Regions from separate parts of the Mus musculus genome. Here all the other regions are linked to region 3. Evidence: chromatin contacts called from public Hi-C and HiChIP or PLAC-seq data. All regions are on one chromosome and are shown on one strand. Each heading gives the region's core, a stretch centred on a gene start, on an enhancer-like site or on the middle of the called end of the contact. The rest is flanking DNA. Distances are from core to core; before and after follow the strand shown.

Region 1 (3,482 bases), core at 451-2,950, 87 kb after region 3:
ACTCCCAGTTCCCAGATGGGGCTAGCTCATTCCAGCTTAGACCAGGGGCCTTCTGGTGAGGACTGGTCTCCCACAGAGGTCAGAGGCAGGACTTTTACTGCTGGGCTGAGCTACTGACCCCATCTGCCCTGGCTTTAGATGCATCCCTGTTGCTACTAACCATACACTTCTTCTCCCTCCCTCACCCCCCCTCCCACCCCCTGTCCCCTCTGCCTGTCCTGGGCTGGGTCTCTCTGGTGTCTCTTCTGTCTTCTGTCTTTCCTCTCTCAGTAACCATGGACTGAACCCCCCCTCCCCACTCTGCTTTCCAGGCCTTTGATCCAACCCCATGGCTCCCCTCAACCTTCTTTGTGCCCTGACGACACACTTCCCCACCCTGTCCCCCCCAGTTCAGAGGAGCACTCTCTCCAGCTGCCCCGCCCCCTCTGGTTCTCGCTTTTGCAGTTAATTGTCTCTTGGACTTGTGGAGTTTCCCCATTTTTCAACACTTCAGCCAGGAGCCAGCATGAAGGCTCTCCTTTGCTCTCTCTGACCCCTGACCCCTGTTTTTGTTCCAGGCCACTAAACCATCTAAAGAGGTGAGCGGTCCGAATGAGACCTCAAGCCCCGGCTCAGAAAAGCCCTCTGGTTCCAGAACCTCCATCCCTGTATTGACTTCCTTTGGGGCAAGGAATTCTTCCATCTCCTTCTAGAAGCCCCTCATGCCACCACCCCAGCCCGCCCCTCCCATACTCCCGCCATCCGTCCCTCCTTCCTTTCATGCCCGCTCTACCCTGCCCACTCTCACGCCTGAAAGGTTGCAGGGGGCATGGCCCTTTGCCCTCTCATCTCCTCTTGGTGTTTTTGGTTTTTTAAGCGATTTCCTTTAATTATCTTTCTTTTCCTTTTTTTCTTTTTTAAAGAGCAAATGAGAAAGCTAAAAACCAAACACACCAACTTCCCCTGACTTCCGGTTCCCTAGCGGCCTCTGCTCCGCCCACTTCCTGTCATCTTCTTCCCCTCTGCTCTTTCACCCTCCTCCCCTCCCCTCCCCCCAAGTCCATCCAAAGTTCCCACCTCCTCTAACTTCCCAAGAACACTTGGAACAAACTCTGAGCCACGGAGACTTGGAGCGGAGCGAGGCCCCCCTCCCGTTACTGGGTTCCTTCCTGGAGGAACAGATGGACAAGGACTGACCCAGCATCAGGCTGGACAATGGACAAGGGAGACCCTGGCCTTGGAGACGCCCACTGTCTGTCCAGCCTTCGAAGAGACAGAACTCTGCTGCTGGCCTGTGGTTTTTCTTTCAAACCAGGGTGGGCCTGGAAGCAGGCCTAGCTGGAGGGGATCCCCAGAGAAGAGGCCAAGGCTGGGTGTGAGGAGGGAAAGGGGGGACACTAGGTGCCAGGGGAGAAGCCGGCTCGCTGCTGCTCAGTGTCCGGCTGGTGCTAGCAACAGATGGAAGGAGGTCTCCAGGACACCTGTTATGGAAGGTGCTTCTGGGGACAGCCTGCCCCTGGGGATCTGCCTTGGGAGAGGGCAGTTCTGAGAGGGGCATCTGGTACTTTTAGTTCCCTAATTTAGCACTTTAAATGCCATTAACTTATTTTATGGGGGTGGGGTGGGGAAGATGGAAGGGCCTAGAAACATGTTTGGAGGGTGGGAAGGGTCTGGTTTGAGGGATACAGGGAGACGGGACGGGTGGGTGCAGTAAAGTCTCTGACCCCTAGAGGGCGCAACTTGACCTTCAGCCAGCCTCTATGATTTGAGGGTTTTCAGGGAAGGCATGAGATGCGACGACTTGCCGGTGGGGATCTGGTGACCACTTGTCAGGTGTTTGAGGGTCCCCAAGGCAGAAGAGCCAGTTAGTACTCCAGTCTGGATACCTTGCAGGGGTCCTGCACAGGACAGACTGGCTTTGAATGGGTCCAGGAGTCTAAGGGAGAGGCTGACTTGGTTCTGGCCTGGCCCCCAGCCGCTACAGTGGGGCCAGAGCAAGAAGGAAGAAGATCGGGAAGGTGGAGGGGCTTCCCTTTGGAGCACAAAGCATGTAAGCACAGAGGTGTGGTCTTGGGACCAGTCCCACAGTAGCACAGAGAGGAGCCATTGAAGGGACAGAACCCCAGGACCCTGGCGCCCAGCAGGGGAAAGCCAAGCGGCAGCTGTTGAGGGTTTGGGTTGGGAGGGAAAACTGGGTTGTGTTTCCTTTCTTTGATTTTGTTTATTTTTATTTCTATTTTTGTTTTGTTAGTTTGCTCTTGTTTTCTAGCTTTGGGTCATTTTTGTACTAAGGCAAGCAAGCCTTTTTGAAAAATAACAAAAGAAGAAGAAAAAAATCCCTCCCAGAAAAAAAAACAAAAACAAAAAACAAAACAAAAAACAAAAAAACCTAAAAAAAATAGAAAAAAAAAAAGGACCTCACAATGATGCAATTACTTTTAATTGCAAGCAACTCTTTACATTTAAGTGAAGTGTCTTAACATTTTATATTGTTTTAAAAATATATTTACATATTATATATATATAATATACGTAATATAAATATATATAAATATTTAAAAAAGAAAAAAAAAAAAAGAAAACCACAGCACACTCTCCCTGGCCACTGTCTGGCAGGGGAGGGGCTGGGGACAGGCGTGTGGCCTGGTTTCTGTAGTCCCTGTGGAGCAGTTTGGTTTGATTTGGCTGTACAGAGACCCCTGGCTTGGGAGGGGAGGGGGAGGGGCCCCTCCACTCCATTTCTCTTTGCTTGCTACTCTTTGCTTGCCCCCACACCCGCTCAGCCCTGAGACCTGAGTGTGCGCCCCTCCGTCATTGTCCTGAGTTGAGTGTCCTTTGTGGAGAGACAGGGAGGTGGAAGAAGTGACTATTCATGCAGGGGCTGCCCCACGAGCTCAGGCAAGGCCCCCGTGGGCTTTGCGTAGTTCTAGTTCTTCAATTTGGTTACTGCGCGAGTGTGTCCTGGAAGGAATTTGTATGGGATTGTGTGCAGCCTCTGTGTGTGTGTGCACACGCTGGCACAAGCCTACATAACTTGTGTGTGCACATGCATGGGTTGTGTGTGCATAGGCAAAACGTGATATTGTATGTGTGAAGCCTTGTACATGTATGTGAATGTGACCTGCCTGGTATCAACATGATTGTGTGAGGAGAGCCTTGGGAGTAAGGACGTGTGTGATGTGTGTGGACACGCCTGGCTGTTCACGTGAGGACCACATAGGGATGGGTTTAGATAACGTCAGCTGTGGGTATGGTTGTATGCAGGTGCAGGCAGGCGTGTGAGAGGGTCTCTGTGTGTGAGAGTACTCGTGTGCATGTGTGTGTTCCATCATCCCTGCACCACTCGCCCGGCACCCCTCCCAAGCTCCCCACCCCACCTGTCTTCTCAAAGCCCACAGCACGTCAATCCCCGCCCCCACCCCCAGCTGCATGCGCCTCGCCGCTATCCATCAGTGTGTGCTTGACAAGAGAAACTGCCACATCGGGGGACCCTGTACCTGGTC
Region 2 (3,256 bases), core at 672-3,171, 67 kb after region 3:
AGTACAGAGTGCCCTACTGCGAGGCTCAGAGCCGGAGACCCCAAGGTGAGAGTCCACCCCTTCCCGCCCCCCCTCAACACACTGTCAGGGCCTGAGTTTGAGGCAGAGATACGGACAGTGAGCTAAATTAGAAGCCCTGTGTCTACTGTGTGACTCCGACTCCCTTCTGTTTTCCCTGGCTCTATCCTAAGATCAGGGAGCTGGGTGATGCTTAAGGTCCCATTCAGCTTTGATGGCCTGAGGCCAGTCCAGGCCCCCGTGGACATTTTCTATTTTTTTCCTTCACAGTGAGAAGGTTGAAGGCTCCAATGGAGCAGCCACTCCCTCAGCACGTGAGTGACTCTTCTCTTCCTCTCAGAGTTTTAGGGTTAGTTTCCTAATCCTTAACTGGAGCTTGAGTAGCTACATCATGGGCGAGCCACAGATTTCCACTTTACTCCTGCGAGAACTCACCATCACTTGGGGTAGACAGTCATAACCAGACAGTGCCTCTCTGGCTGGGGGTGGGGCCTCGAGTGGAGAGGCCCCGCCCCTTCCCTTTTTGCTCCACTCTCCTGATGGCTCATTCTTCTGGTCTCTCTCAGCAGTGTGTGGGTCAGGCAGTAAGAGTAGCGGGGCCACTCCGGTGTCGGGCCCTCCCCCGCCCTCGGCCAGCAGCACCCCTGCAGGGCAGCCCACTGCTGTCAGCCGTCTGCAGATGCAGCTGCATCTGCGTGGCCTACAGAACAGCGCTAGCGACCTGCGTGGCCAGCTTCAGCAGCTGCGCAAGCTCCAGGTACCGCCCCCTCCCCGCCCACCGCACACCCCACCTACCCCACCCTCACCTACCAGCTGTAACCTCTCTGCAAATGCTGCCCCACCTTTCCCCAGCATTTCGCTCCAGCGAGCGGAGTCCCTCATTGCTCAGTGGTCCTTCTTCAGACCCATTGTCTGCCTCCCCTTCTAGTTTCCACTTAACTATTAAACCTCACCAAGCCCCGACACGTCATTGAGTCCTAGTCCCCTTCCTCATTTCTGAGCTGTGCCCACCACTCCCTCCATGCACTATCCTTTGCGGTGGTCCCAGTTCCTTCAGATCCTGTAACCTTATTCCCCAAGTCTCCTCAGCTCCCCCTTTCTGAGCCTGGAGTGGCTGTCCCTCCCTGCCTGGCAGATGGTTCCACCTGTCAGGAGCCTGGCATCTTCGTGCCGGCTCTTCAAGAGGGGCTTAGGGCTTGTCAGGTGAGGATAATGAGCAGAGACAAGCTGGGAGCGGAGGGCAGAGAGCTGCCATCTGGGCCACAGATAAGATCTTGGCCACCCACGTCAATTGGGGCACTCGTCTTGCAGTTCCTACTACATCGGCAGACCCTATAGATCTCACTTTGAATCCTTCACCTCAGGTCTTGTCTCCACTCAGGGCTTCTTGAGGCCACAGGTCCACAGTCACACTGTCGTCAGGGCCTTATCTAGTGTTACTCTTTGGCCACAGAAATTCTCATCCTGTTCTTCTGCCCCTATATTTCTCCAGAATATAACCTTGATCTCCCTGCCCAGCTGTCCCAGTCTTCGCCGCTGCTCACAGCCATGTCGCCTTGGGTGAAGCCCAGTATAACTTTGCCTCCTCCATGAGCCTTATCATCCCTGGCCGGGATCTCCTATTGGGTTCTCCCCAACTCCTCTCTCTACCTTGCCACGCCTTCGGGGCAGCACACACCCATAGCCCAGCAACCCAGTCTTCTGTGAAGCTTTGCTTACGCGGGGCTGCCCTCTGCCCACCCTTCCCAACATGCGTCCTCCTTCCACCCGGTCCACGCGAGCATTCTTGCGTTCCGCAGCTCCAGAACCAGGAGTCGGTGCGCGCGCTGCTGAAGCGCACCGAGGCGGAGCTGAGCATGCGCGTGTCGGAGGCGGCGCGGCGGCAGGAGGACCCGCTGCAGCGGCAGCGCACCCTGGTGGAGGAGGAGCGTTTGCGTTACCTCAACGACGAGGAGCTCATTACTCAGCAGCTCAAGTGAGGCTGGGTCCAGGCGTGTAGGGGTTGCGGGGTGGGGAGAGGACCGGAGACTTCTCAGGGGAGAAGGGGGCACGATGCGGCTTCGGTGAACAGCCTGGCTCATATGGAAGGTGCAGGTCCTTTATTTGAAATCACAGATGACGTTTGTTGGTGTTCTGAAGTCTGATTTCACCCTTCACTGTGGCCTGATTTCTCTATGACCCACAAACCTTTGGCCATCTGGCACAATTCCTGATTTCTTTTTTTCTGGCTTGGTGCCTGCCTCTGCCATGGTATCGCTTCCTATGGCCTGCTGCCTACTCTCATAACGCCAGCCGTCTGTTTTCCCTCTACCCTGTGCCTGCTTTCCTTCTGACCTAAGACCAATACAGCTTCACCCTTGGGTTGAACCAGAAGGTGCAACGACAGGGATGTTGTCACATGCCCAGGTGGTTCCTGACCCCTTACCACCCTGATCCCTGAGACCAAGCATCAAAGAAAACCCTTCCCTTCCTCTGCAAAGTGAAGCCAGGCTCTAGTAGTCTTGAAGAAGGATAAACAGAGAATAACCCAACCCTGCTTAGACATGGAAGGGTTAACAGAAGACTGTCTGATCCAGATTTAGCAAATGGCTGTCTGGCCACAATTCCATTGTCTGGCACCTGCGAAGGGGGATGCTGCAGTTTTCCCCTGTCCATTCAGGAAGCAGCGCCATCATCTAACCGCAGCCTTTTCTCCTGAGTTGTTTGGGCTGAGGCAAAGGCCCCTTCCTTTCTTGTGGTCCTTTTTAGTGACACGGGGCAGTAGGGGATCCAGAGACAGCTCCAGAATCTAGGGGCTACGTGAAGAAGGTGGCTGCCACCCCCTCCGTGCTTCAGCATTGTCATCAGTGCTGATATTTTTACAGTTCTTTTGGAAACAGCTGAGGGCCTGACTGTGCTAAGGGACTTAGAACCAGGGAGCCAAGAAAACTGTTCTAGGGTGCTACCCCACTAAGTCATATTTGGGGCCTTACCGGGGCTTTATGAGGTGGTCACACAATGGGGTCCCAGGTAAACCTGGTATGCATTTTGGTAATGTTTAAGGTAAGATCCTGTGTCACACCCCCCCATGCAGCTGAAATGCAGTGAGGAGCCCCCTTACATGGTAATGAGCCAGCAGCAGTAACTCCAAGTCACCATCCTGTCTCGGTGGGATGACGTAGTGACAGCCACCGCAGATCTTTAAGCAGACCGGAGACTGCCACGCTGTGTCAGGGATTCTGTTTCCTCCGCTTCCCCA
Region 3 (3,515 bases), core at 433-2,932:
AGACTGGGCTGGTCTCAGATTCACAGAGATCTGCCTGCCTCTGCCTCCCAGGTGCTGGCAAAGTGTCAAACTCTTGATCCTTGTGCCTCAGTCTCCGGAGTGCTAAGATTACAGACACATGCTACCAAGTCCAACCTTCATATACATTTATAGTTAAGCTGGTTGAGGTGGCTCCAGCCAATAATTGTACTAATTGGGAAGATGAGGCAGGAGGATTACCATGGGTTTAAGACCAGTCTAATCTACATTGTGAATTCCGGGCCAGTCTAGGCTGTAATTTGAGAACCAATTTCAAAAACAAGCAAAATGAAGGGAGTGGTGGACATCTTTAACCCCTGAACTTGAGAGGCAGAGGCAGGTGGGTCTCTACAGATCAGCATAGTTTACGAGAGGCAGAGGCAGGTCGGTCTCTACAGATCAGCATAGTTTACACACTGAGTTGTAGACTAGCCAGGGATACGTAGTTGTAACCCGAAGGCTTTTCCATGTACGCCCCAGTTGCCGAACAATGACATGGAGGCTTATTTTCTTCTTCTTCTTTTTTTGTTTGGTTGTTTGTTTTTTGAGACAGGGTTTCTCTGTGCAGCCCTGGCTGTCCTGGAACTCACCCTGTAGACCAGGCTGGTCTCGAATTCAGAAATCTGCCTGCCTCTGCCTCCCAAGTGCTGGGATTAAAGGCGTGTGCCACCACTGCCCGGCTGGAGGCTTATTTTCATTTACGATGATTATGGCCTTAGTTTAGGCTTGCTCCCCAACTAGCTCTTAAATTAACTCATTTATACTAAGTTCGGCCACATGGTTGGTTTCCTCTCCTTGCATCATAAGCCTGACTTCCTTCTTGGTGGCGGGTCTTCCGGTACTTGACTTTCCCAGAGTTCCTCTCTCTGCGCTGGATGACCCACCCTCTCTATTCTACCTTCTCCTATAGGCCATAGGCTTTTTATTTTGACCAATCAGAAGGTGCCTTAGGCAGGCAAGGAAGGACAGAGACACATCTTCACACAATGTACAAAAATATCACTCTAACACAGTGAGACCCCGTTTAAAACAAGAGAAAACAACACCCAAATGCCAGCGGAATGACACAGTCAATGAAGTGCTTGCCTTACAAGTCTGAAGCCCGTTAGTTTCCCCAACCCCCGGCAGAACACGAGCAAGATGGCGTGCACGTCCAGTCTCCGCCCCATGTAGCTTCCAGCTAGCTTAGCCCACTTGGGGACACTCCAGGCTTGTGAGACTGTTTCAAACAAACAAAAAAGCAGAAAAGTGTATAATCATATCGTCCAAGGTTATCCTCTGACCTCCGCACATGTGCATTAACATACCTGCACAGATATGCACACAACCCATGTGCAAATAAGCATATACACAAAAATAAAAACAAACGACGCCCCAAGAGAGGGGTCAGCAAGTGAAGACTCTTGCCACCAAGCCAGAGGACCCTAGTTTGGGATCGCCAGGAAGTGTCTTAGCTAACTACTATTCTGTCGCATCGAGACCAAACGCCATGACTACGGTAACTTACGTAAGAAAGCATTTAGTCTGGGGCTCATGATTCCGGAGGGCAGCAGAGTTCATGACCATCGTCTGGAGAAGCATGGAAACAGGCAAGCATGGCTCTAGAGCAGGAGCTGAGAACTTATGTTGAGACAGCAGCCATCAAGGAGACAAGACAGCTAACTGGGTGGGAAAGGCTCTGGGTTTTGAAATCTCAAAGCCAGCTGCCAATGACCCACCTCCTACAGCAAGGCCACACCTCCTAATCCCTCCCAGAAGTCAGCCCAAACTCAGACAAAGCATTCAAATATATGAATCCATGAGGACCCTTCTCACTCAAACCACCACAGGAGAGAACTGCCTTTTCAAGTCCTCTGACCTCTATGCACACACACACACACACACACACACACACACACACACACACACACGGAGTTGGAGAGATGGCTCAGCGGTTTAGAGCACGGACTGCTCTTCCAGAGGTCTTGAGTTCAATTTCCAGCAACCACATGGTGGCTCCCAACCATCTGTAAGAGGGATCTGATGCCCTCTCCTGGTGTGTCTGAAGACAGCAGTGGTGCACCCGTATACATAAAATAAACGCACACACAAAGTATAAATAAATACATAAATAAAAAACAGCAGCACTCAAGAAGGTATGTGCACACACAATAAATAAATGTATTTTTAAAAAGGAACAGAAAATAATTAAATTTATTTTGATATTATTATTATTACTATTTTGGCTCTTTGGTTTTTCATGACAGAATTCTTTGTGTAACTGTCCTGAAACTCACTTTGTAGATCAGTCTGGCCTCAAAATCACATATTCTCATGCCTCTGACTCCTGAGTGCTGGAATTAAAGACATGTGCTATGCTACCATGCTGACTTTATTTTTATTTAAATTGTATGTATGTATGTATGTATGTATGTATGTATGTATGTATGTATGTATGTATATAGACAGCCTTCTTCTGTGTAGCCCTGACTGTCTTGGAACTATAGACCAGGCTGGCCCCAAACTCACAGGGATCGACCTTCCTCTGCCTCCTGAGTATGTAAGCCAATAAGAATTCGACTTTTGACTTGGCAGAGGCAGGCGAATTTCTGAGTTCGAGGCCAGCCTGGTCTACAGAGTGAGTTCCAGGACAGCCAGGGCTACACAGAGAAACCCTGTCTCAAAAAAAAAAAAAAAAAAAAAAAAAGAATTCGACTTTTGATCTGCAAAATGGTTTTCTAGGATGGTTATTGGTGTTGATTCAGCTTATGAAAAATTAGGGGCAGAACTAATATAATTTTTGTTACTTTTTGATATAGGGTCTTGTGTAAGAATGGTACTGTATGCCTGTGTACTAGGGCTACCTTCTTTTTTTTTTTTTTTTTTTTTTTTAGAAATATATTAATTTATTTAAGATTAGGAGACATCTCTTTTTTCATTAATTTCTTTATTCACTTTACATCCCAAACACAGCCCCTCCTCCAATTCCACCTTCAATTTCCTCTCCCTATTATCCCCTCCCTTTCTCCTCAGAGAGGGGGAGCCCCCCTTGGGTACCAACAGGCCCTAGGACATCTAATCCCAGCAGGAGGAAAAGCCTCCCATTGAGGCCCCACCAGGCAGTCCAGCATGGGGAAGGGGATCCAATGGCAGGCCACAGAATGAACCGCAGGCTCTGCTCCAATTGTTAGGGGATCCACATGAAGACCAAGCTGCACATCTGCTACAAATATAGGGCCACTGCATGCTCTTTGGTTCGTGGTTCAGCCCCTGTGAGCCCCTGTGGGCTCGCCCAGGTTAGTTGACTCTAGATCTTCTTGTGGTATCCTTGAACAGGCATCATTTTGTTTGTTTGTTTTTGAGACAGGGTTTCTCTGTGTAGCCCTGGCTGACCTGGAACTCACCAAGCTGTTCTTGAACTCAGAAATCTGCCTGCCTCTGCCTCCCAAGAGCTGAGATCAAAGGTATGTGCCACCACTGCCCCGGTGAAGATCTTTTAAAAGAGATTTTTTTTTTGA

What was found. Hi-C and Micro-C count contacts between places; a contact is called where the count stands out from the background. HiChIP or PLAC-seq counts read pairs in DNA pulled down with a chosen protein or histone mark.
Region 1: an H3K27ac HiChIP or PLAC-seq map of embryonic stem cells shows a contact between it and region 3, with 19 read pairs. The contact joins the enhancer-like site here to the promoter of 2410003L11Rik in region 3. A contact is called at or near these places in 11 of 39 promoter capture datasets (the C10 cell line, cranial neural crest, embryonic stem cells and 5 more), 21 of 484 Hi-C or Micro-C datasets (the AML12 cell line, the Ba/F3 cell line, LSK cells and 15 more), 26 of 115 datasets of contacts at active chromatin or transcription factors (the 230-238 cell line, the HPC-7 cell line, PVALB interneurons and 18 more) and 4 of 9 other capture datasets (adipose tissue, embryonic stem cells, liver and 1 more).
Region 2: a Hi-C map of bone marrow-derived macrophages shows a contact between it and region 3, with 51 read pairs. The contact joins the enhancer-like site here to the promoter of 2410003L11Rik in region 3. A contact is called at or near these places in 1 of 15 datasets of contacts at CTCF or cohesin (pro-B cells), 31 of 484 Hi-C or Micro-C datasets (the AML12 cell line, the Ba/F3 cell line, the HPC-7 cell line and 24 more), 19 of 115 datasets of contacts at active chromatin or transcription factors (the 230-238 cell line, the SCID.adh cell line, VIP interneurons and 13 more) and 4 of 9 other capture datasets (adipose tissue, embryonic stem cells, liver and 1 more).

The regions. Positions count from the first base shown.
Region 1 is chr11:97,509,724-97,513,205 of GRCm38.p6, reverse strand. Srcin1 (SRC kinase signaling inhibitor 1) reads left to right here. Exons shown (of 20, transcript NM_018873.2): 20 at 558-3,482. The coding sequence ends at 692. Among named protein-coding and RNA genes, the nearest start is that of 4933428G20Rik, 11 kb to the right of the region's middle. Within about 2 kb of position 1,700, at least 81 of the 459 cell types and tissues checked have an H3K27ac peak or open chromatin away from gene starts, as enhancers often do. A contact at or near this core is called in the Ba/F3 cell line, the HPC-7 cell line, the SCID.adh cell line and 9 more, where this site is marked.
Region 2 is chr11:97,530,541-97,533,796 of GRCm38.p6, reverse strand. Srcin1 (SRC kinase signaling inhibitor 1) reads left to right here. Exons shown (of 20, transcript NM_018873.2): 9 at 1-45; 10 at 289-332; 11 at 585-775; 12 at 1,818-1,993. Among named protein-coding and RNA genes, the nearest start is that of 4933428G20Rik, 32 kb to the right of the region's middle. Within about 2 kb of position 1,921, at least 55 of the 459 cell types and tissues checked have an H3K27ac peak or open chromatin away from gene starts, as enhancers often do. A contact at or near this core is called in the AML12 cell line, the Ba/F3 cell line, the SCID.adh cell line and 5 more, where this site is marked.
Region 3 is chr11:97,596,678-97,600,192 of GRCm38.p6, reverse strand. It overlaps 2410003L11Rik (RIKEN cDNA 2410003L11 gene), which reads right to left and starts at 1,682. Exons shown (of 4, transcript NR_045496.1): 1 at 1,526-1,682.